6 separate regions of the Mus musculus genome follow, and regions 1, 2, 3, 5 and 6 are each linked to region 4. The links are chromatin contacts, called in public HiChIP or PLAC-seq and promoter capture Hi-C maps. All regions are on one chromosome and are shown on one strand. The core of a region is the stretch at or near the end of the contact, and the rest is flanking DNA. Distances in the headings are between cores, read along the strand shown. Region 1 overlaps Gm14051 (a long non-coding RNA gene). Region 2 holds the start of Gfra4 (glial cell line derived neurotrophic factor family receptor alpha 4). Region 3 holds the start of 4930402H24Rik (RIKEN cDNA 4930402H24 gene). Region 4 holds the start of Adra1d (adrenergic receptor, alpha 1d). Region 5 overlaps Slc23a2 (solute carrier family 23 (nucleobase transporters), member 2). Region 6 holds the start of 4921508D12Rik (RIKEN cDNA 4921508D12 gene).

Region 1 (3,241 bases), core at 266-2,765, 640 kb before region 4:
TTCATTGACTTCTGCTTTACTTTCAGTAGTTTCTGGCTGTACTTTTGTTGGTTTGTTTTCTTGTAATTCGCTTCCTAGCTTCATGGATAGAGTCCTTTACTCACGAAAGGGCCACAGCTCTTAGTGCCCCCATGGACATGCATTCGCCTGAAATCCACTGTGAGTGCACAGCCCAGGTTTCTGACTCTCCAGTTATGCTTATTCTAGAAGAGCTCATTCTTTGTGCAGTTTCTCTGCAAAGCTGAGAAGGAGCGTCAGTCTCCTCTGGAGGAGCCCCTAATTGTTTATATGGCAAGCCATCAGCCCTGAACTCATAGAAACAGGAGCATCACTGAAGGGGCTCAGTGGGTTGGATTTATATACTCATGCACATACATGTAACCACAATAATGAGAGAAAAAGAGGCCATGAATTTGGGAAAGAGAGAGAAGAGATATGGGAGACATTGGAGGGAGGAAAGGGAAAGAGAACTGTAATCATATTTTAACTTTTAAAAATTGCAACAACAAAAAAATAAATATCAGGTCTCCAAATGTGCTGAGTTGGAAATTTTTGTAGGTTCTAGATGATTCTGTTTTTTTGAAGCAAGTTGAATTATTTATTTAACTGGTATAATGTAGCTATTGATTTAAATGAAATAACAATGAAAGTATGTCTTTTCATATTTAACTTTTCTTAGAAGGTGTACTTTACACATGGGTCCAATCCTAAAATATTATATCTGCTTTTAGATTAGCAAATGTTTGGATACATAAGAGTGATATAGTGTACTTAAATTTTTTTCTCATCCAACTTATTTTTACTTTTTGCAATTTGTTTTGTTTTGTTTTTTGAGGCAGGGTTTCACTGTGTAGCCTTGGCTGTCCTGTAACTCACTCTGTAGACCAGGCTAGCCTTGAACTCACAGAGATCACCTGCTTCTGCCTCCTGAGTACTGTGATTAAAGGTGTGTGCTAACACCACCAGGCAAGAAACTGGTTTCTTTAGTGAATATTCAGAAACTATAGTTTCTCGTATGTTAACTCGGTTACTAAGAAGAGAAACAGCACAGAGTGTTTCTCAAACCAGTCTGGAATAGAATCTTGTAGAACACTAACTAGTACATATTCCAGAACAGACGCTATGCTGCCTGGGACACTATTTGCGAAAGGATATTTTCGTTTTGTTTTGTTTTCTGTCTCAATCAACCTTCATTCTCCGCGGCTGTTAGTCTTTCTCATCTCACCCTTTCAGTGTGTCTGCTCCTGATTCTACAACGCTGGACGTCAAGAACACCTCTGGCATTGATTTTGTCTGCAAATCAAAGCAGCCTGGGTCCTCACGTGATGCACCGATAATCGTTTGTCCTGAACCTCTGAATAGGGAGGGCATCCATTTCATCTCACAGAATGACTCTTAGGTAGGGGCTGCCTAAGTGGCACTTGTTGTACTCTTTTGCAGAGATGAGTCACCTGCGAGCTGATATCCATGTGATTAAAGCGGTTCAGGGTGGGGCCTGAGGTTTGGCCTTGCTCTCAGACTCCCTGGTGATGCTGACACAGTGCGCTTTGGAACTTTCCAGATAGCGAGGTACAAGTGTACTGTGTTGACATGGAATCAGGCCTACCTCCTTGCTGGGGGAAGGAATGCCATGATTAACTCGTGCTGCCTATGAGGAGCAAAATGCTGAGGTGTGAGGAGCGGCTGTCGCTATATTTACCCTAGTAGTGTCTCTCTTTTTTTTAATTAGGTATTTTCCTCATTTACATTTCCAATGCTATCCCAAAAGTCCCCCATACCCTCCCCCCAACTCCCCTACCCACCCACTCCCACTTTTTGGGCCTGGCGTTCCCCTGTACTGGTGCATATAAAGTTTGCAAGTCCAATGGGCCTCTCTTTCCAGTGATGGCCAACTAGGCCATCTTTTGATACATATGCAGCTAGAGTCAAGAGCTCCGGGGTACTGGTTAGTTCATAATGTTGTTCCACCTATAGGGTATGTCTCTCTTTTTTAAAATGACATATTCCACAGAAGATTTTTTTTAAAGTAGGTTATTCATAGCATCAAATGTTATGCAGTCATGGGATTAGTGTTCTTTGTTATGGCTTGAATCTGAAATGTCATTCTTAGACCCGTGTTCTGAATGTTTGTTCCCTGGCTGGTGGAACTGTGGAATGTGGGAATCCATGGAACCTTCAGGAGGCAGGACCTGACTGGCAGGCAGCACTAGTGCACTGGCATTTAAGGTTATGAGCGCCTCTAGATTCACCCTTGCTCTCTGCTCTTTGGTCCACTGTGATGGGACACTCCCACCATAAACATGATCTCTGCCTGCCTTCTCTACCATGTGGAAATGAGAGTGCAGTTAACCCACCAAACTAGACTACTCCACGGGGGAAGGAAAGTTTACTGTGGGAACAAACTGGGCGCTGCCTCTGAGAGTAGAGGACATCAGCTTGGTGGGAAAGCAAACAGACATTACGTGATGGTCAGCAGGGGGTGGGGGTCTTTGAGCTGATCCAGGCTGTTTGGAACTAGATGTCCTTTCATGAAGTAGTTGATTATTGGGACAGATAAGGTAAGCAGTGGTTTTCCTGGTAAACAAAACAAAGCAAAACCCCTTACAAGATTCCCGAGGAATACTGAGTTTGTGTTTCTGTTTACCTAATAACAACTCTGTCTACTTGGTCAGATGATTTTTGTCCTAGCGGCATACTTCTGGCAGCTTAGACTCACTTTCTAAATGTTCTACAGTCTCCCAAAGTTGGGCCACAAGCTGGGGAATAGTGTTCAAAAAGAAATTTGTAAGAAACATCTATCTCGCCGGGTGTGGTGGCACACGCCTTTAATCCCAGCACTTGGGAGGCAGAGGCAGGTAGATTTCTGTGTTCGAGGCCAGCCTGGTCTACAAAGTGAGTTCCAGGACAGCCAGGGCTATACAGAGAAACCCTGTCTCGAAAAAGAGAGAGAGAGAGAGAGAGAGAGAGATATCTATTTCAATTTCAAAGCATAATATTGTGCCCTGACCCTCAAAGCGTTATGGTCATCACATAATGCATATGTGTTTAATCTGATTTAAACTTTTCTAAAGCTTTTACCAGTCCTGACTTTATTCAGTCCTCAGCTGAGAAATAATGAGATGGTTCGGTAGGTAAAAGATGTTCTACCAAGCCTGATGGCCTGACTTTGACCCCAGGGACCTACACGGTAGAAGGAGAGAATAAACTCTTACAAATTGTCATCTGATCTATATACAGACAC
Region 2 (3,258 bases), core at 579-3,078, 520 kb after region 4:
CCTGCCCTGCCCTGCCCTGCCCTGCCCCCTCCACACCTGCCCAGCTCTTCCAGAGGAAGAGAGTTTGGTTTCCAGCAACCAGCCTTCCGAGAGCTGGTGCCCTCTTCTGGCCTCGGGTAACATGCATACAGACACATAAAATCTGCTTTACAATGCTGTCTTAATCTGACCAGAAGAAAATGTAAGACTAACTCAGTAGAAATAGTCCAGGAAATAACTAGTGAGAATTCTTATGAAAAATGGGGATAAGGTGAAGGAGAGTTTAAACATCCAGGGGAAGTTGGGACGGGCTTCCTAAAAGGGTTGCTCCCCTTCTCGAGGGAATGGTGGCAGGGTGGACCTTGAGAAGGTAAGGGAAATGGGACTCAGGAGTCAAAAATGCCTCTCTTCGAGCCCTCAGGAGGACTCCCAACTCTTGGTTACCCTTCCTATCCTGGAGTTAGATGTCAACTCGTGCTCTGTAAAATGGTTCCCGACGGCCTCTTGTTTGGTCTGTTTTTCCTGGGCAGTCAATTCTTTCCCTTTCCCACAGAATGACCCTGGTTAACACCAAGGTTCCTGGTGCAGAGGGCCTGGGGAGATGACATCATTGGTGAAGTTCCACACAAGCATGAGAACCCGAGTTCAACCCCCAGCAAAACCATTAAAAGCTGAGTGTAGCAACCCCACGTGTGTGTGTGTGTGTGTGTGTGTGTGTGTGTGTGTGTGTGTGTGTGTATGTGTGCATGTGCCTGTGTGGTGAGTGCATGCCTTGTCAGAGGCTTCCTGAGGAGAGACAACACACATGCCTCTTCATCTTAGACAGGCAACTGACACTGGGCCAGAGAAATAAATCCATCAAAGTTCAACTTGGCAAATACTTATTTGGGGGGAATTTGTTATTATTATTTTTACTCATTATTTGAGTTTATTGGAATTACTTACAGGGGTATAATTGTCAAAAATCACCCACTTAGACATGGGTGGTGAGCCTAGAGCAGTGCAGGGCTGGCGGGTAGCCTGCCTGCTGGGATGTCTTCTTTCAGCCGTTGCCTGTAACCCTGAGGAGAGGCCTTGTGAATCTCACATGTTTCAGCTCTTCTGGACTTGAGAGGTTTAATTCTTGCTTAATTTTTGAGTCTCAAGAAGTTCCCCTACCCCTGTCCCCAGGAGAAACTAACTGTTCCCACTAGGAGCCAATGGCTTGTGCACAGCAGGCAGTCCAGTACTCTGGATCTATCCAGTAACTTCAGGCCCTGGCTTAGTGACTTTGGATCCACCTGAAGGTGCTGTCCGGGGGTGGAGACAGAGTGAAGAGAGCAGGATGTTATTTCCTCTCTAAAGCTGGGAGTGCACCTGTCAGCAGGTGCCTGCTGCCTTCCAGGCTTAGCTGGTCCTAGGAAGAGACATCTGTCCAACTGGGGCTCTCTCTGCCAATCGTCATGGCCCACTGCATGGAGTCTGCACTGCTGCTGTTGTTGCTGCTGGGTGAGAGCCTGTCTCCTCCTTGGCCCTGGCCCTGGCCCCTGCCCTCTCTAGCCCTAACCATCAGGGACAAGGTGGGATTGTAAAAGTGACCAAAGAAAAGGCTGGGTTGCTGAAGGGATGCTCAAAATTGGCTTGTGCTTTGTGGCCGAGGATCTGTCGCAATATGCCACCCCCGCTGTGCAATGCCTTGTACCCCATCTTCCCATTCAGCTGAGCCACCCTTCCCAAATCTAGCCTTGATACCTGTGCCCCGGGGATTTTCTTTTTCCTTTCCTCCCCCTGACCAAATGTGGTCCTCAGAGCTCCTGCTCTTGGGAGTCCCCTACTGATTCATGGTGGCTCTTAGAGCAGAGACACGCCATGTTGAGAAGAGCACATTTGATGGATGAGAGGCCAGGTCAGGCGATTTTCCTGGGTCTGGGAAGCCAGAGAGGTAAGAAGGTGGGAAAAGGAAGTGTCATAAACCTGAATTTGGTGACTTGGCTGGATTTACGTATGTCCACTGGCAAGTTCGGACACAGCTGCTACTCCAACAGAGGCAGGCATTCTCTTTCCCCGGAATGGGTTGTCATCTGTGACATAAGTTATATAAGTCTTCACTGAAACTACTGATAAACGGTCAGGTCTGTCTCAGGACGGTCTGCCATCAGGGGTCTGGTCTGTCTGAATCTACTTCTGGAAGCCAGGGTCTGAATGTGCTGTTCAATATACAATACCTGTCGAGAATCCAATGCTCACAATCCCCTTCTGTGGTCCGGAGCCAGAGTCCCTCTCATTGAGCTGAGTTAGACCAATAAAGAAGCATGTGGACAGGGGTCAGGAGGCACAGGTCAGGATGGGAGGAGGGCCAGAAACCTGTAGATATACTCACGGGGTTTCCATGTGTCAGAGAAGGGACCATCCGCGTGTCAAGAGGAGAATGGGGAGTGCTATGATTAATGTGTCCATTAAGCCTCAGTGTCCTGTCAGGCAGAGCTGGGGAGGATAGTAGGGGCCCAGTAGCCCCTCTGTGGATGCATGGGCCATTTCTGGAGATGGTGGTGGAGGCTGAACCTCAGCTTCTGGGGAAAGGTCAGGCCCAATCTCTGAATACTGCATCCATTCACATCCTGGGTAGATAGATATCCCTAGTGCCTGCTCATGCCCCTTCTTCAAGATCAACGGGTCACGCCTATGGGCCACACTCTCTCCCCTTGGGTTTGGGTACCCCTTCCCCAAAAATTCAAGGGTGTGGAATGTGGAGAACCAAGCACGGAGGACTGCAGCCTGCCCGCCCTTCACCAGGGTCTGCGAGCTTTACCGACGGGAATCGCTGCGTGGACGCGGCCGAGGCGTGTACAGCAGACGAGCGGTGCCAGCAGCTGCGCTCTGAGTACGTGGCACGATGCCTGGGCCGGGCAGCGCCCGGGGGCAGGCCGGGACCCGGGGGCTGCGTGCGCTCCCGCTGCCGCCGAGCCCTGCGCCGCTTCTTCGCGCGTGGGCCTCCGGCGCTCACGCATGCGCTGCTCTTCTGCGGCTGCGAAGGCTCCGCGTGCGCCGAGCGCCGGCGCCAGACTTTCGCGCCCGCCTGCGCGTTCTCCGGCCCGGGGTTGGTGCCGCCCTCTTGCCTGGAGCCCCTGGAGCGCTGCGAGCGCAGCCGCCTGTGCCGGTGCGTGCGTGCGGGGCGGGCTGGGCCGCTCACCCGCGTCCGGGCGCGCGCAGGCCCCGTCTCCTTGCCTTCCAGGCCTCATGCGCTCCCGCGCCCGGCTCCCGCGACCGCTGCCCGGAGGAGGGGGGCCCGCGTTGTCTGCG
Region 3 (3,295 bases), core at 796-3,295, 720 kb after region 4:
GGAGTGGGTCAGCTGCGTGTAGTTAATTAGGGCATAACAGACAACTGGTTATGTGTTTTTCCAACTTATGCACCTTGGTTCAGATAACAGCGATTTCTATATTCTATATTCAGTTAAGAGACAATTAAGAAGACATTTGGAGAGAAGTGGGGTGCGTGTGTGTTCCTAAGCCTGGGAACATGAACTTGTTACACCTGGCCAATAAGATCAGTTTTCAATCAGTTTTGCAGACACAGCTTTTTTTTTTCCAGGAATTCTCATTTACACTATTTCTCTCCAATAGCACATGAAAAAATGACCATAAGGAAACTACAGCCTCATATCCAGTAAGATGACTACGATCCAAAGATAGATATTAAATGTTTGGAAACGCGTGGAACAATTGGGACTCTCTCACCTAGGTAATGTGAATATAAATGGTGCAGCTTTTTTGGAAAACAAAAAGATGCCTCAAATTATTAAACACAGACTTTCAGTATAATCAAGCAGTACACTTCTAGGAGTATACTACATATACAGGAGAATTAAAAACATGTCTACACAAAAACTTTCGGTATTTGGTCATATTGGCATTAAGCTAAGGCACAGAAAGTGTGGAAAAAAGCTTCTATATTCATTAACTGATAAATGAATACAAAAGATGTGATATCTGCATACCACGACATTGGCCAAGCAACCAAAGGCACACAATTTTGTTCTGTGCTACAAATTGTAGTAGCCTTCCATCTGGACATGATGATGCAGGCCTGTAATCTCAGAATTTAGGAGGTTGAAGCAAGAGTTCAAGGGTTCAAGTTCAGGGGTTCAAGGTCAGCCTAGGCTACATAAAACATACCAAATGGAGGAGGAAGGAAGAAGGTGAATATCACATTTGCTTGTAGAGAAAAGATGTATTCTCAAAGCTGATTAACAGAGCTGGAGATGTATATAATGACTGGGTGCGTAAAAGCTCGAGGTGTTTCAATAAATTGACTGTTTAGCAATTTACAGTCTCCTGGCTGTTAACAGTGGTCTACAGAACAAAGCAGCTAAGAAAGGCTCTTTCATTCGGAAGCCTGGTCATTGCGCTGCTGATTGGGCTGCTGTCAATGATTAGCTGGGTTTCAGAAGCTGTTGATAACTGGCTGATTTGGAAGCCCCTGAAGAGAGGCTGTCTCTGATTGGCTGATTTTCAGATACTGTGTTGGTTACCTCTAAACAATGGTTACACATTCACGAGTTGGGTCTGAAGGCAAAATTTTATTTTCCTTTAAGTATAAAAATAAGCATTTTAGTTCCTTCTCTTTTTCAAACCTGCAAGAGATACCTTGGGGATTGTTAAAATCTTTATGAGTGGAAGAAGGATTTTTTTCAGCCAGTACTATTTATAAATAATTCAAAGGCTGATCATTGTAGCAGGGAAACTAGTCTTGTGGTGTTATAATTTACCATGAAAAGATGAATTTAGGACACGTAGGACATCTTGACAAGGTCGATATGTGATGCTAAAGTAGACCTTGTATATAGTAAGCAACTCTCCACTTTATGCAGGAAGGAACTTGGGCTCTGAGATTTTTTCTGGCCCACCGACCCACAGCTGGAAACAATTCTATCCAGACTCTGAACTGCAAAGGCAGGCGTCTCCTGGGATACTGTGAGCACACTGATGCCAGTGCTCTCAACAGGCCGCATCGCTAAGGGGCCGAACGTTCCAAGGATGGATAGGCAACTGATGTGAAACAGATAACTGTAGCCAGGCAGCGGTCCAGGACACCTAGAGATAAAGCCAAATACAGACCAGAAGAAGCCTAGCCCGGCCCTCGCGGGAGCGAGACCCCGCCCCGGGCGCGTCCGCGAGCGTGGCTGTAGCTCCCGCAGAACCCTCACCGCACTGAGAGACCTTAGGGCCCGGAGGTGTGGTGTCCCGGAGCCTGCGCCTGGCGGCCCGCACCCCAAGTCCGTCTGGCTCCTCCGCAGCACGGTGCGGCGCTGGGCCGGACTCACACTGACGCCCCCGCTGCGCGCGCTCCCGCCCCGCCCCCGCGTGCCCGCGCGCGCCGACCCCGCCCCCTTGGCGCACCCTCGCTCCGCCCTGCCGCTGGCCCGCAGCGGTGCCGGCCCCAGCGACCCTCCGCGGCCCCCAGGTCCTACGCCGCCAGCCTCCATGGACTCGTTCGACCCCCAGCAGCTGGGGCTGTCCCCCGCGCGCTTCGCTGGCACCTTTGGCAGTGGGGCGGCCTCCGTCAGGTATGCCGCGTCGAGACAGCCGAGGGTGGCCCGGGATGCGCCTTGGGGCGGCTACGCCTCGGGCGGCAGGGCGTGGTCTGATATGGCTTCCTTGCGGAGGATTGTTTCAAACGGCTCTGAGAAGAACGTTTGCCCAGGGACAGGCGGCCTTCTGGAGGGACCCTGCTATGTCTGTAGCTCGACAACCCACTGCGGTTTCCGGGAAGACCCCATTGTGACATCCCCACCCCATGGACCGGTTTTCCCTTAAACCTTCCCCACCGACAGCCCACCGCTAGAGGCCCTGTGTTCACGCGAGTGGAGCTCCCGAAACTGCCGCGTAAACCCCTTTGCTCCTAGGTGTCCAGACCCTTTGCCCCAGACTGCCGCTCGATTATAGAGTTTCCAGTCCCCTGCGTGTACAGGGAACTCCGCTCACCTGTCCCTGGCCACTGCATCCAACCCCTTTCCCTTGGGGAGCACCTGTTTCAGGGGCTTGAAGGTCATTGGGGGCGCAGGAAGAAAAAGGAAACTGGATGGAGAGGGAAAAGGAGGCTCGGAACCCCCCAGAGCGGCTGACACTAGGTTCGTGATAAGGAGTGCGGGTGGACTGGAAGGGGAGTTGATATTAGGGAGTGCTGCCCTGCCCTTTTCCATACAGAAGATCTGTTTCCAATTTCTGCTCTCTGTCTTTGGGGCTGACCTTGATAGCCGTCCGGGCTTTGTTTGTGAAGGAGCTAGTATGCGGCTGCCAGAGAAACGCGGAGGTTGGAGTGGTGGAGGTGTTGCAGTAGGAGCCTATAAGAAAGGGAAGGGAGGAGTCATTGGGGTTTGGGTACTGCTAACCTGTCATTAAACCAGAAGAGGCCTTTTTTGTTTGCTTACTTGCAGCCATTTGGCAAAGCAATATGCTATTGTTCCCTTGAGTGGGGGTTGTCAACTAATATTAGAATAGCTTATCCTATTTTCTGTCTTTTTTTTTTTTTTTAATTGAGACCGGGTCTCACTGTAGACCAGGCTGACCTTGAACCCGAAAAGATCCACCTGCCTCTGCCTCCTGAATGCTGAGTCTGTGCCACCGTGTCTGGCC
Region 4 (3,095 bases), core at 321-2,820:
CCCAGAGAGTTGCTGAAGACCCTACAGTAAGAATTGCTGAAGACCCTACAGTAAGACAATTCCAGTATTCACTCCCCAGGTACAAGCTCCTATCAGAATATCTGCCTTAGGAAGGCAGTGTGTGTATAAGTCATACTTTGCCTGCCAAGGGCTCAGCTCTTGTGGATCGAGTTCAGTGAATGGTCTGCAGGATGGGAGAAGAAGAAAGCTCATGTCACAACACAACTGAGGCTTTCATTGCTTCTACCATCCCACCATCTGCAACAAGGAATAAACCAGGCACCAAGGACATGCACATGACATTTTCAGAGCATCCTCCCGCATCTCTATGGCCTCGCTTCCATAAGCCAAGTCAAGGAAAGGAAGAAATGATGAAGAATGAAAGGTAGTGTTTTGAAGATGTATTTGTGCCTGCACTTGTGTGTGTGTGTGCTCGCGCACATCATGTGTGTGCCTACATGAGTTTATGTGCACCATGTAAGTACAGTTGCCTGAGGAGGCCAGTTTATGTGCACCATGTAAGTACAGTTGCCTGGGGTGGTCCAGTGGCATTGTGTCTCTCCCTATTGGTCCTCCTCCCTCCCTTCTCTTTCCCTTGCGTCCCTGCTTCCTAGCACAGCCCCGTCCCCTCTCCCCTCTGTTCTTCGTGTTCAGGCTTTACCCCACTATTCTCCACTCTTCTGAGAAGTATGGGCACTACTTTGGTGGCGCTGCTAACACAGTGAATCTTACTCTCGTTTTCACATGTGGGGAACCGAGGCACAAGACGCCGGAGCCTGAATGGTGGAGGCAAGCTACTCTGCTCCCTCCCTGTTAAGCACCCTGCAGTAACCTTTCCCACCCTCCAGAACGTGACCTTTTCTGCCCAGAGGGAGTCCCGAGTACTTCGAGTAGCAACAGGAAGATTTATTCTGACTTCTGATGCAGAGTAGAGTTGCAGGGCCAAAGTTGGTATTATTCAGAGTACGGGCAAAGTCCTAGGGCTGTGACCACACCATCTGGTCTCACGCCAGTCACGCCCATCTTCAACCCGCGCCCAAGCATCTTGACCCCTTCAGGGCTGTCTCAATGCCACCATCGCACCATAGTGGGTTTTGAGATCTTGGGCTGGCCAGTTGCCCTAGAAAAAAGAGGAGGGGCATCAAACCGCATCCAGACGTTCTCAAGTGGCAGCGTTTTTTTTAAATCATCCAGCCCTGAACCCACAGATCCTGGGCTCTTGCTGCTCTCTGGCGGCAGAAGCCGGGAGCCCGGAGTCCCGGGGAATCGCACCTTGTATGCTCCGCTAGGGCAAGGGCAAGCAGAGAGTGACCGCAAGTCCAGAGAGAGGAAGGGAGGCAGCGAGGAGCGCTGGGGCAAAAGCCGGGGTGCAGGAGAGCTGAGGAAAGGAGGATAAGGGGACAGCTAGGGCAGAGGACGGTCGTGAGCACCGGCGAGGACCCCCGCAGCCGCTGGACGCGCGGAGCCCCTTCGCTGGCTCGCGCCGGCCGCCCCCTCCTCCCTCCCCGCCGCCCCTCCTCCGTCCCGCCCCCGCGCAGAGTCCCCTGCGCTGCAGAGGCCGCCGCCTGCACTGACGCTCCCGGAGGAGCCACCGCTCGCCAGGACACGCTTGGAGAGGGGAGCAGGGAGCAGGGAGCCGGCCCCGGCCCTTGTTTTCTTGTGACTCTGCAGCCACCGCCAGAGCCCGTTCCCGTTGGGACCTTCACGGCCTGGTGACCTCCGCCCCGCTCTCCCTGCAGCACCGCTCCCCTGCGGCCCCTCTGCCGCGGGAACTTGGGCAGGACCGACGGGACCGGCGCGCGGGGCTGGCTCGGGCGCTGCGGCGATGCCCGCGGGCTCCCTCCCCGCCACTTGCTCGCCCTGTGCCTGGGCTCGGGCCCCGACGGCTGCGCCGTGAGATGACTTTCCGCGACATCCTGAGCGTCACTTTCGAAGGACCCCGGGCGAGCAGTAGCACTGGGGGCTCCGGCGCGGGCGGCGGAGCTGGCACGGTTGGCCCCGAGGGTCCGGCGGTGGGCGGCGTGCCGGGTGCCACAGGCGGTAGCGCTGTGGTGGGAACCGGCAGCGGCGAGGACAACCAGAGCTCCACGGCAGAAGCGGGGGCCGCGGCAAGCGGCGAGGTGAATGGCTCGGCGGCCGTCGGGGGGCTAGTGGTGAGTGCTCAGGGCGTGGGAGTGGGTGTCTTCCTAGCCGCCTTCATCCTCACCGCTGTGGCGGGCAACCTTCTCGTCATCCTCTCCGTGGCCTGCAACCGCCACTTGCAGACGGTCACCAACTATTTCATCGTGAACCTAGCAGTGGCTGACCTGCTACTGAGTGCAGCTGTGTTGCCCTTCTCAGCCACTATGGAGGTTCTAGGCTTCTGGGCCTTCGGCCGGACCTTCTGCGACGTATGGGCCGCGGTGGACGTGCTATGCTGCACTGCCTCCATCCTTAGCCTCTGCACCATCTCTGTGGACCGGTACGTGGGTGTGCGCCACTCGCTCAAGTATCCAGCCATTATGACAGAACGCAAGGCCGCTGCCATTCTGGCTCTGCTCTGGGCGGTGGCCTTGGTGGTATCTGTGGGACCGCTACTAGGTTGGAAGGAACCAGTGCCCCCGGATGAGCGTTTCTGCGGCATCACCGAGGAGGTGGGCTATGCGATCTTCTCTTCCGTATGCTCCTTCTACCTCCCCATGGCAGTGATCGTGGTCATGTACTGCCGCGTGTATGTGGTCGCGCGCAGCACCACGCGCAGCCTCGAGGCGGGCATCAAGAGGGAGCCGGGCAAGGCCTCTGAGGTGGTTCTGAGGATCCACTGTCGCGGCGCAGCCACTAGCGCCAAAGGAAATCCAGGGACACAGAGTAGCAAGGGGCACACCTTGCGCAGCTCGCTCTCCGTAAGGCTGCTCAAGTTTTCCCGCGAGAAAAAGGCTGCCAAGACCCTAGCCATCGTCGTGGGTGTCTTCGTCCTGTGCTGGTTCCCCTTTTTCTTCGTCCTGCCTCTGGGTGAGTGATTCCCTCACTTTAGACCCTTCCCCTCTGGGCGGTCCTTACCTGGAAAGCTTAGATGACCCACAACCTAACTGTGGAAGTTTATCAACTTCCTGTTC
Region 5 (3,471 bases), core at 233-2,732, 540 kb before region 4:
ACCTGCAGGTTTCCTGACAACTCCTCGCTCTCTCTCCTGCTAAGAACTGTAGCCGTTTCTGTTTTATTTTAAAACCTTCTGCTACCATATCCACCACTTCTACCTCCAGATCCATAGCAACTACCATAGGGACTGCCTGAGCTTCTTCCACCAAAACTGCCCCCCTTCATGAGTCCATAATTTGATTGTTGCTGTCCACTATAATTTCCAAAGTCATTATAGTTCCCACCTCCAGCATAGTCACCTCCACCAAAATTTCCTCCTTCATTGTAACCATCGTATCCTCCTCCTCCACCACCATATCCACCACCCTAGTTTCCATATCCTGGTCACCACCTCCATAACCTCCTCTACTGCTGTAACCAGGACCACCACCATAGCTGCCACCATCACCTCCAAATCCTTTATGTCCACCATCACCACCTCCATAACTACCTCTGCTGCCACCACCTCTACCACCATAGCCACCTCTTCCTCCAAAGTTTCCTCCACGACCCATAAAGCTGCCAGCTCCACCTCCACGGCCTCTCTGAGATCCAGCAGACTGCAGCTCGTGTTTAGAAAGGGCCTTTTCCACTTCACAGTTATGCCCATCAATCGTGTGGTATTTCTGAACAACAATTTTATCAACTTTGTCATGATCATCACAAGTTACAAAAGCAAATCTTCTCTTTTTCCCACTCTGCCTGTCTTCCTTAACCTCTATGGTTTCAATCTTGCCATACTTTTCAAAGTAGTCTCTCAGGTTATATTCTTCCGTATCCTCTTTAATACCACCAACAAAAGTTTTCTTCACTGTTAAATGGGCGCCAGGCTTTACAGAGTCCTCTCTAGAAACAGCTCTCGTTGGTTCCACCACACGCCCATCAACCTTGTGTGGCCGAGCACACATTGCAGCATCCACCTCTTCAACACGAGAGTAGGTCACAAAACCAAAGCCTCAGGAACGTTTTGTGTGGGGATCTCTCATTACCACACAGTCTGTAAGTGTGCCCCATTTCTCAAAATGTTCTCTTAAGCTATCATCTGTGGTTTCAAAGCTCAGACCACCAATAAGCAGCTTCCTCAGCTGCTCTGGTTCCTTTGGATCATGGCCCTCCATTTTGAGACCGGACTCGCCTCTTCCAACTCGAGTTCAATATCAATTAATGTTTTTAAAACCATTCCAGTGCTTACTGTGTTCTGGAGAGAGTCTTCATTTTCTCTCCAAAACTGTGCTGTTAGGAGATGTAGTTCAGATCTAACATACATTAGCTACCTGAAACTGGTTGATGGTTCTTTGAGAATTTTATACAAATGTAATTTGAACATACTCATCCCCCCTGCTCCCACCCCCTGCAAAGTCCTCTTACCCCTGGCTACCCAACTCTGAGATTTCTCTTTTGTTTTCTTTTCCCACTGAATCAAGTTTGTGTTGCCCAGCTTGTCTTGGGAGTTGACTGCCCTGCTGTGTGGTTGACCACCCGTGACTCACATCATAAGGAAACTGACTCTCCATCAACAGCCAGTAGCTCCTCAGGACTGGGGAGCTCTGGCCCTGGGGATTCCTGTCTTAAAGCCTCTGTTCTTCTTACAGACCTCTGCAACACCTAACGGCCACATTCCATCAGAGTGCGCTGCAGGAGCTGCTGCTCAGCAAGAGTGCACAGGCTCTTGCTCCTCTCCGCGGGGTCTCCTCTGGGTATTCCTGTTGGGTTGTATCTCACCTGTTCCTTTAATGCTACTTGCGACGTGGCTGTTCCTGGCCCTGTAGGCTGCGTCCAGCTTTACATAGAGAGGGATGGATGGCAATAAGGATGACTAATGTGTCTGGCACTTACCAAGCCCTTGGGTCATGAATTTCAACATCTTCTCTACAAAGAGAGGCTTACAAGCACTGGCTTAGAGCTAGCTGCATGCTGTGGCCTCGGTGTGGTCTGGTTCCTCTAAAACTTATTTTGAAATGTAATCCCCATTAGGAAATATGAAGAGATGGTACCAAGTAGGACTTTGAAGAGAAGACTAGAGTTCTGCTCTTTTGAATAGATAATCTGTTTGTGAATGCAATTAATAGATTAATGAGCGGATTGGCTGTGAAAGCCAGCTTAGCTAGGTCTCTCCCCAGGTGCTGTTCTCCACAGCTCCCAGACTCTTCAGGCAAAACACTAGACACAGCCCCTTGAAGCTGGGTCAGAAGCACAGCCATTTTCCTTCTTTTCTTTAACCTGTATTTTGTATTGATGGATGCTTTGCCTGAATATATGACTGTGAATCACATACAGACAGTGCCTAGATCCCCTGGTACAAGACTGTGTGAGTGCTAGGGACTGAACTTAAAATGTTTTGTGTCTCTCATCTCAGTGATGTGGAACCGGTATGCCCAGAAGCCCAACCCTACCCCTGCAAGACCGTCTTCATCCGGCAGCACCTCACTGCCCACATCAGCTCAACATCAGCTCTGCTCAGAGCCACTTCCTCAACCACCCTACAAGCCACGTTATTAGTGCAGATCAAAATCAAATCTTAGAAAGCTTAAAAAGCATTTCAGTGTCTGTGCTTGGCCCCCCTCCTGGCTCCCCAAGGCCTCTTGAGTTAAGCTGGAATTTCCTAGCCTGACACCAGTGCTCACCCTCGATGGGCATCCTGTAGAGCATCAGGATTGAGTCTTATTTGCCCGGGACATAGCTAGGGTCATTGAAATAAGCATCTGAGCTTTTGTGTAGCCCAAGGAGCATCTGTTGTGTGAATATGAATAGACAGAGTCAGAAGGACAGTTGGAATTGTGGACTCTTGCCAAAATCTGTATTTGGAACCCTTTTAAAATTTAGAGTTTAGTGAGATTGGCTACAGTGGTGCTACTTTGTTGTAGTCCAGGATTCAGAAGGCCAAAGCTAGAGAGGCTCTGGAGTGTAAGGCTAGCTTGAGCTACATTTTGAACCTATCTCAAAAAATTTGTCTTTGAGGTACAGTGTATATAATATAAAATTTGAAATAGAGTTGTCAGAGACATTATATATATATATATATATATATATACATACATACACACACACACACACACACACACACATACACATACACACATACATACACTGTTATGTAACTACTATCTCCTCCTAGTTCCAAAACACCCGTGTTCCCCAAAAGGTACATTTACCCACAAAGCAGAGCAGCCTTAGTTCATGAGTTACTCCACTCCAGTTGCTTTGTGTTATGTTAGGAAATTCATCCTGCCCGTGTGTTCTCCCTAGCTTCCTGGGCCGCTGAGTGATGCAGGGTGGAATGCTGTAGCTTCAAGTGCAAACTTGAATTGGGCTGGGAAAGTGGGGGGTCTTGCTGCAGCTAGCACAGGCAACCAGTGTCACATACCCAGTGTTTATGTAAGAAGCTGTAGTGTGATTAGAATTCTGTGTGTTTTTCTGTTTATTTTGGTCTGGTTTTTGAGATAGGGTCTTGTTCTGGTCCAGGTTGGCTCTAGACCCATAATCCTCC
Region 6 (3,429 bases), core at 161-2,660, 860 kb before region 4:
GAGGCAGAGGCAGAGGCAGGCAGATCTTGAGTTTGAGGTCAGCCTGGTCTATAGAGTGAGTTCCAGGACAGCCAGGGCCACACAGAGAAACCATGTCAAACAAAACAAAACAAAACAAAACAAAAACAAAAAAACAAAAACAAAAACAAAAACAAAAACAAAAACAAAACAAAACAAAAAAACAGTTCTGGATCTAATGCTGTCATGGGAAGGCACAACAAAGTGACTGAGAATCTTAGTCCATCAGGGAACAGGACATCTCTGAGTAACTGGGGTAGCTGCAGAGTGTCTCCTTGGACACATCACAGGCACGACTGTCACTGACATTCTCTGTCATTGCTCATAACAGGCTTGATGCCAACTGTCAACTCTGGGGCTAAAGTCCCTGTGGACTTTGGTGACCATGGAGTGTGGATTAACTCTGGTCCTGACTCACGCTAATTCCAGGCTGGGATCATCCATCAAAACTAAACTATTTCTTGGATTATTAATAAAGCAGCAGAAGCAGCCGCAGCCGCAGCAGCAGCAGCAGCCGGAGCAGTTTCCTTGCTTAATTGGCTGCTGACGGCATTTTCTCAATCCTGATGGATTATGCTTTGGGGAAGATTTCTCTCAGATATCCGTCACTACAATTTACTTAAATAACTCTCTCTGAGTAACCAGTTACCATGAAAGATTACACGCTCTGCCTTCTCCATTGGAGTCAATTGGTGAATTGTATTTTTGTATAAATGCACTTATTTCATCAAGGTTATCAAATGTGTTTACGTAGAGTTATTCAAAGTACTCCATTGATTTTTAAAAAGTTTCCCATTTTGATGATTCTTACTTTTCTTTCTCTCTTTCTATCTATCTTTCTTTCTTTCTTTCTTTCTTTTTTTTTTTTTTTTTTTTTTTTTTTTTGAGACAGGGTTTCTCTGTGTAGCCCTGGCTATCCTGGAACTCACTCTGTAGACCAGGCTGGCCTTGAACTCAGCCTTTTGACATTTCTAATATTGTACGTTTTCTCCTTGTTTCTGACCAATTATCTAGCACATGTTCGATTTTATTTATGTTTTTCTAAGCAGATTTTCAGCCCAGGCATGGTGGCTCAGGCTATAGTTTCAGCCCTTGAGTGAGAGAGGCAAGAGGAACGCCATAAAGTCAAGGCCATCCTGGGCTAACGTAGTGAATTCTAGACCAACCAGTGCTACAGTCTGAGATCTGGTCTCCAAAATAAAACAACAAAACAGCTGCAACAAGAAACTTCATCAACAGTCACAACTAGCCAGTTTTTCTTACTCACGTTTGCTCTCATCCATAGCAACTTGTTTCCTCGGTTTTATTTCTCCTGGATTTTAAGCTTGATTAAAAATTCATTCATTCAAGGAATGGCAAGATAGGTTCAGTGATTAAGAGCTCTTGACCGTTGAGCCATCTCTCCAGCCCCACCCCCATCCCTACCCTGTGGGAACAATCCAGAGGATGAGGGTGGAAGGTGTTATAAGCCGTGGAGTCATGTGAGGAATCCTGGGAAATCAGACTCTGGAGACCAGCATCAGGGTATAGACCTGAGTTTATTGCACATAAGCTTATACACAGTGTTTGAGCCAATCCCAAGCCCGGTAGATCTTCAGCCAATCGTATCTTGCCACACTGTCACCATGCTCCAGTGAAAGCCCTGCCTGATGAAGGTGTGTGGGGAGCATCATCCCCTGTTGGGACTTCCGTGAAGATGGGGGAAGCAGCCACTGCCCTTGCCTCAGTTCCTTTTTTGCTGTCTCACTGGTTTTCTGGTAGCCATCTTAGATCTAATGCCCTGTACAACAGATCAGGACTCTTCAAGGAGTCTCAGGAGCCTGTGGCTCCTCCCTCTCCAGCCCACATTTTCCTTCACAAGGTTGACCTCCATACCCCTCACATCACCTAGCTTTTTTAAAAAAAATATTTATTTTTATTCTGTCTGTGTGGTTTTCTGGGATATGTATATACGGTTCTTGGTCCCCGAGGAGGCAGAAAGAGGACATGCATATTCTGGCACTAGAGTTACAGATTTGATTGACATATGGGTGCTGGGAACCAAACCCAGGTCCTCTGAAGGAGCACCAAAGCTCTCAACCACTGAGCCACCTCTCCAGGCCCTTTTCATATTTTGTAAAATTAGTCAATGCATTTTAACCCTTGCAGTTCTGCTCCCCTCTGGCTATTAACTTTCCTGAGCCTAGCTGTGCTCTGTGCAGTTGATACAGGAAGCTACGTCTAGGACTGCTAACCGTCAGCCCAGACGCCTGGTTTCTAGTCCAGTGTATAAAGCCATGCCATGCCAGTCCCTTGCGGATGGCACTGGCTGCCAGGCCCAACAGCATCTGGCTCTTTGTGAGGTGATAACAGCAGCTTGATTGAGCATTTCTTTCTCTTCTAAAGAGAACTGTTGCATTCCACAGGAGCCATTTGCCCTATAATGCAGCACCTGGTGCTTAGGGGGTGGGAGGAAGTAATTGATTATCCTGAAGCTCATCCTGCCATCTGCAGTGCACACACAGAGCAGGGGAAACCCTGTCTTGTAAGGAAGCGGTGCTCTCCCAGACACTAGCAAGCCGCCAAGCTTCCTGGCAGACTGAGATGTGATGACTGCCTGCCAGGTACTGTTCTAATATTGCCAATATTAACTCACTAATTCCCAGAGCTGCTCCGTGCTGCAGGAGATGGCTGAGGACTTTAGGGGGGAACAGGGTCTTGCTCTGTAATCCAGGCTGGCCTTAAACACTCAACTCCTGCCCCCATCTCCAAGATTCTAGGGTTACAAGCTATACAACACATCCAGTATAAGAAGGCTCTAATCATTGGCCTGAGTGTTGGGTGTTTGTGAAAACATACCCACTGATGCTTAGTATAACTGTGTACTTATATGTGTCATCCTCCACGAAAAGAATAAAACATTCCAAAAGATTGTATTGGTTTTGATCCTTTCATAGATGGGAAAACTGAGACGTGGATCTTGCAGATGGCCTCCTGGCTGAGATGGCACAATGTAATTGGAACCTAGGCAGCCTGGTTCCGGACTCCAGGCTATTGCCTGTGAGTCATATGGTGTTCAGGGAAAGACTATGACCATGTAGGAGGATGGAGACTATATCATCACCACCACCCCGCTGCTGGGAGGAGGCACAAGAAAGCAGGTTTCCATGCACACAGCCTGCTCTAAGTCGCAGCCTGTTCTCAGAAGAACTTTCTGCTCAGTGACACGGGGACACATCGCTAGAATGGAAGAAGTAAGGTCACTGACGCAGCTGACGGAGTAAGAATAGCATCGGGGCCTGTGGTCTGTTAGAGAGTCTGTGGCAGGAGTGAGAGGAACCAAAGACAAAATTGATCAAGATAATCACAGAGCAGATGGAGAACTAGCCAGAGAGCTTGCATGGAGAGACCCAGAGGGACTCTAGTGATGAG

Evidence for each region. Promoter capture Hi-C pulls out the DNA fragments that hold promoters and counts their contacts. HiChIP or PLAC-seq counts read pairs in DNA pulled down with a chosen protein or histone mark.
Region 1: a contact with region 4 is called in a FOXA1 HiChIP or PLAC-seq map of pancreatic cancer cells. The contact joins the enhancer-like site here to the promoter of Adra1d in region 4. A contact is called at or near these places in 15 of 39 promoter capture datasets (the 3T3-L1 cell line, the HPC-7 cell line, cranial neural crest and 9 more) and 2 of 115 datasets of contacts at active chromatin or transcription factors (forebrain and pancreatic cancer cells).
Region 2: a promoter capture Hi-C map of embryonic stem cells shows a contact between it and region 4. The contact joins the promoter of Gfra4 here to the promoter of Adra1d in region 4. A contact is called at or near these places in 4 of 39 promoter capture datasets (embryonic stem cells and stem cell-derived epiblast-like cells), 1 of 484 Hi-C or Micro-C datasets (embryonic stem cells), 5 of 115 datasets of contacts at active chromatin or transcription factors (embryonic basal ganglia, embryonic stem cells and pancreatic cancer cells) and 1 of 9 other capture datasets (liver).
Region 3: an HNF4G HiChIP or PLAC-seq map of pancreatic cancer cells shows a contact between it and region 4. The contact joins the promoter of 4930402H24Rik here to the promoter of Adra1d in region 4. A contact is called at or near these places in 3 of 39 promoter capture datasets (embryonic stem cells, hippocampal neurons and stem cell-derived epiblast-like cells) and 1 of 115 datasets of contacts at active chromatin or transcription factors (pancreatic cancer cells).
Region 5: a contact with region 4 is called in a promoter capture Hi-C map of embryonic stem cells, with 4 times the contacts expected there. The contact joins the enhancer-like site here to the promoter of Adra1d in region 4. A contact is called at or near these places in 11 of 39 promoter capture datasets (the 3T3-L1 cell line, 3T3-L1-derived adipocytes, embryonic stem cells and 5 more), 1 of 484 Hi-C or Micro-C datasets (adipose-derived mesenchymal stem cells) and 1 of 9 other capture datasets (embryonic stem cells).
Region 6: a promoter capture Hi-C map of liver shows a contact between it and region 4, with 5 times the contacts expected there. The contact joins the promoter of 4921508D12Rik here to the promoter of Adra1d in region 4. A contact is called at or near these places in 5 of 39 promoter capture datasets (cranial neural crest, liver, pre-B cells and 1 more) and 1 of 9 other capture datasets (embryonic stem cells).

What each region holds. Positions count from the first base shown.
Region 1 is chr2:132,204,770-132,208,010 of GRCm38.p6, reverse strand. All of the region lies in intron 2 of Gm14051 (a long non-coding RNA gene), which reads right to left. Among named protein-coding and RNA genes, the nearest start is that of Tmem230, 41 kb to the left of the region's middle. Within about 2 kb of position 1,515, at least 36 of the 459 cell types and tissues checked have an H3K27ac peak or open chromatin away from gene starts, as enhancers often do. A contact at or near this core is called in pancreatic cancer cells, where this site is marked.
Region 2 is chr2:131,041,252-131,044,509 of GRCm38.p6, reverse strand. It overlaps Gfra4 (glial cell line derived neurotrophic factor family receptor alpha 4), which reads left to right and starts at 1,828. Exons shown (of 6, transcript NM_020014.2): 1 at 1,828-1,900; 2 at 2,752-3,115; 3 at 3,169-3,258. The coding sequence starts at 1,828.
Region 3 is chr2:130,838,895-130,842,189 of GRCm38.p6, reverse strand. 4930402H24Rik (RIKEN cDNA 4930402H24 gene) reads left to right here and starts at 2,045. Exons shown (of 37, transcript NM_029432.2): 1 at 2,045-2,226. The coding sequence starts at 2,144.
Region 4 is chr2:131,560,972-131,564,066 of GRCm38.p6, reverse strand. It overlaps Adra1d (adrenergic receptor, alpha 1d), which reads left to right and starts at 1,570. Exons shown (of 2, transcript NM_013460.5): 1 at 1,570-2,991. The coding sequence starts at 1,899. It overlaps Gm14285 (a long non-coding RNA gene), which reads right to left and starts at 2,291. Exons shown (of 3, transcript XR_374988.3): 1 at 2,207-2,291; 2 at 1,273-1,378; 3 at 1-1,120.
Region 5 is chr2:132,097,497-132,100,967 of GRCm38.p6, reverse strand. The region is part of intron 2 of Slc23a2 (solute carrier family 23 (nucleobase transporters), member 2); the gene reads left to right. It also overlaps the pseudogene Gm14052. Among named protein-coding and RNA genes, the nearest start is that of Gm14051, 44 kb to the left of the region's middle. Within about 2 kb of position 1,482, at least 83 of the 459 cell types and tissues checked have an H3K27ac peak or open chromatin away from gene starts, as enhancers often do.
Region 6 is chr2:132,422,722-132,426,150 of GRCm38.p6, reverse strand. It overlaps 4921508D12Rik (RIKEN cDNA 4921508D12 gene), which reads right to left and starts at 1,410. Exons shown (of 4, transcript NR_045802.1): 1 at 1,286-1,410.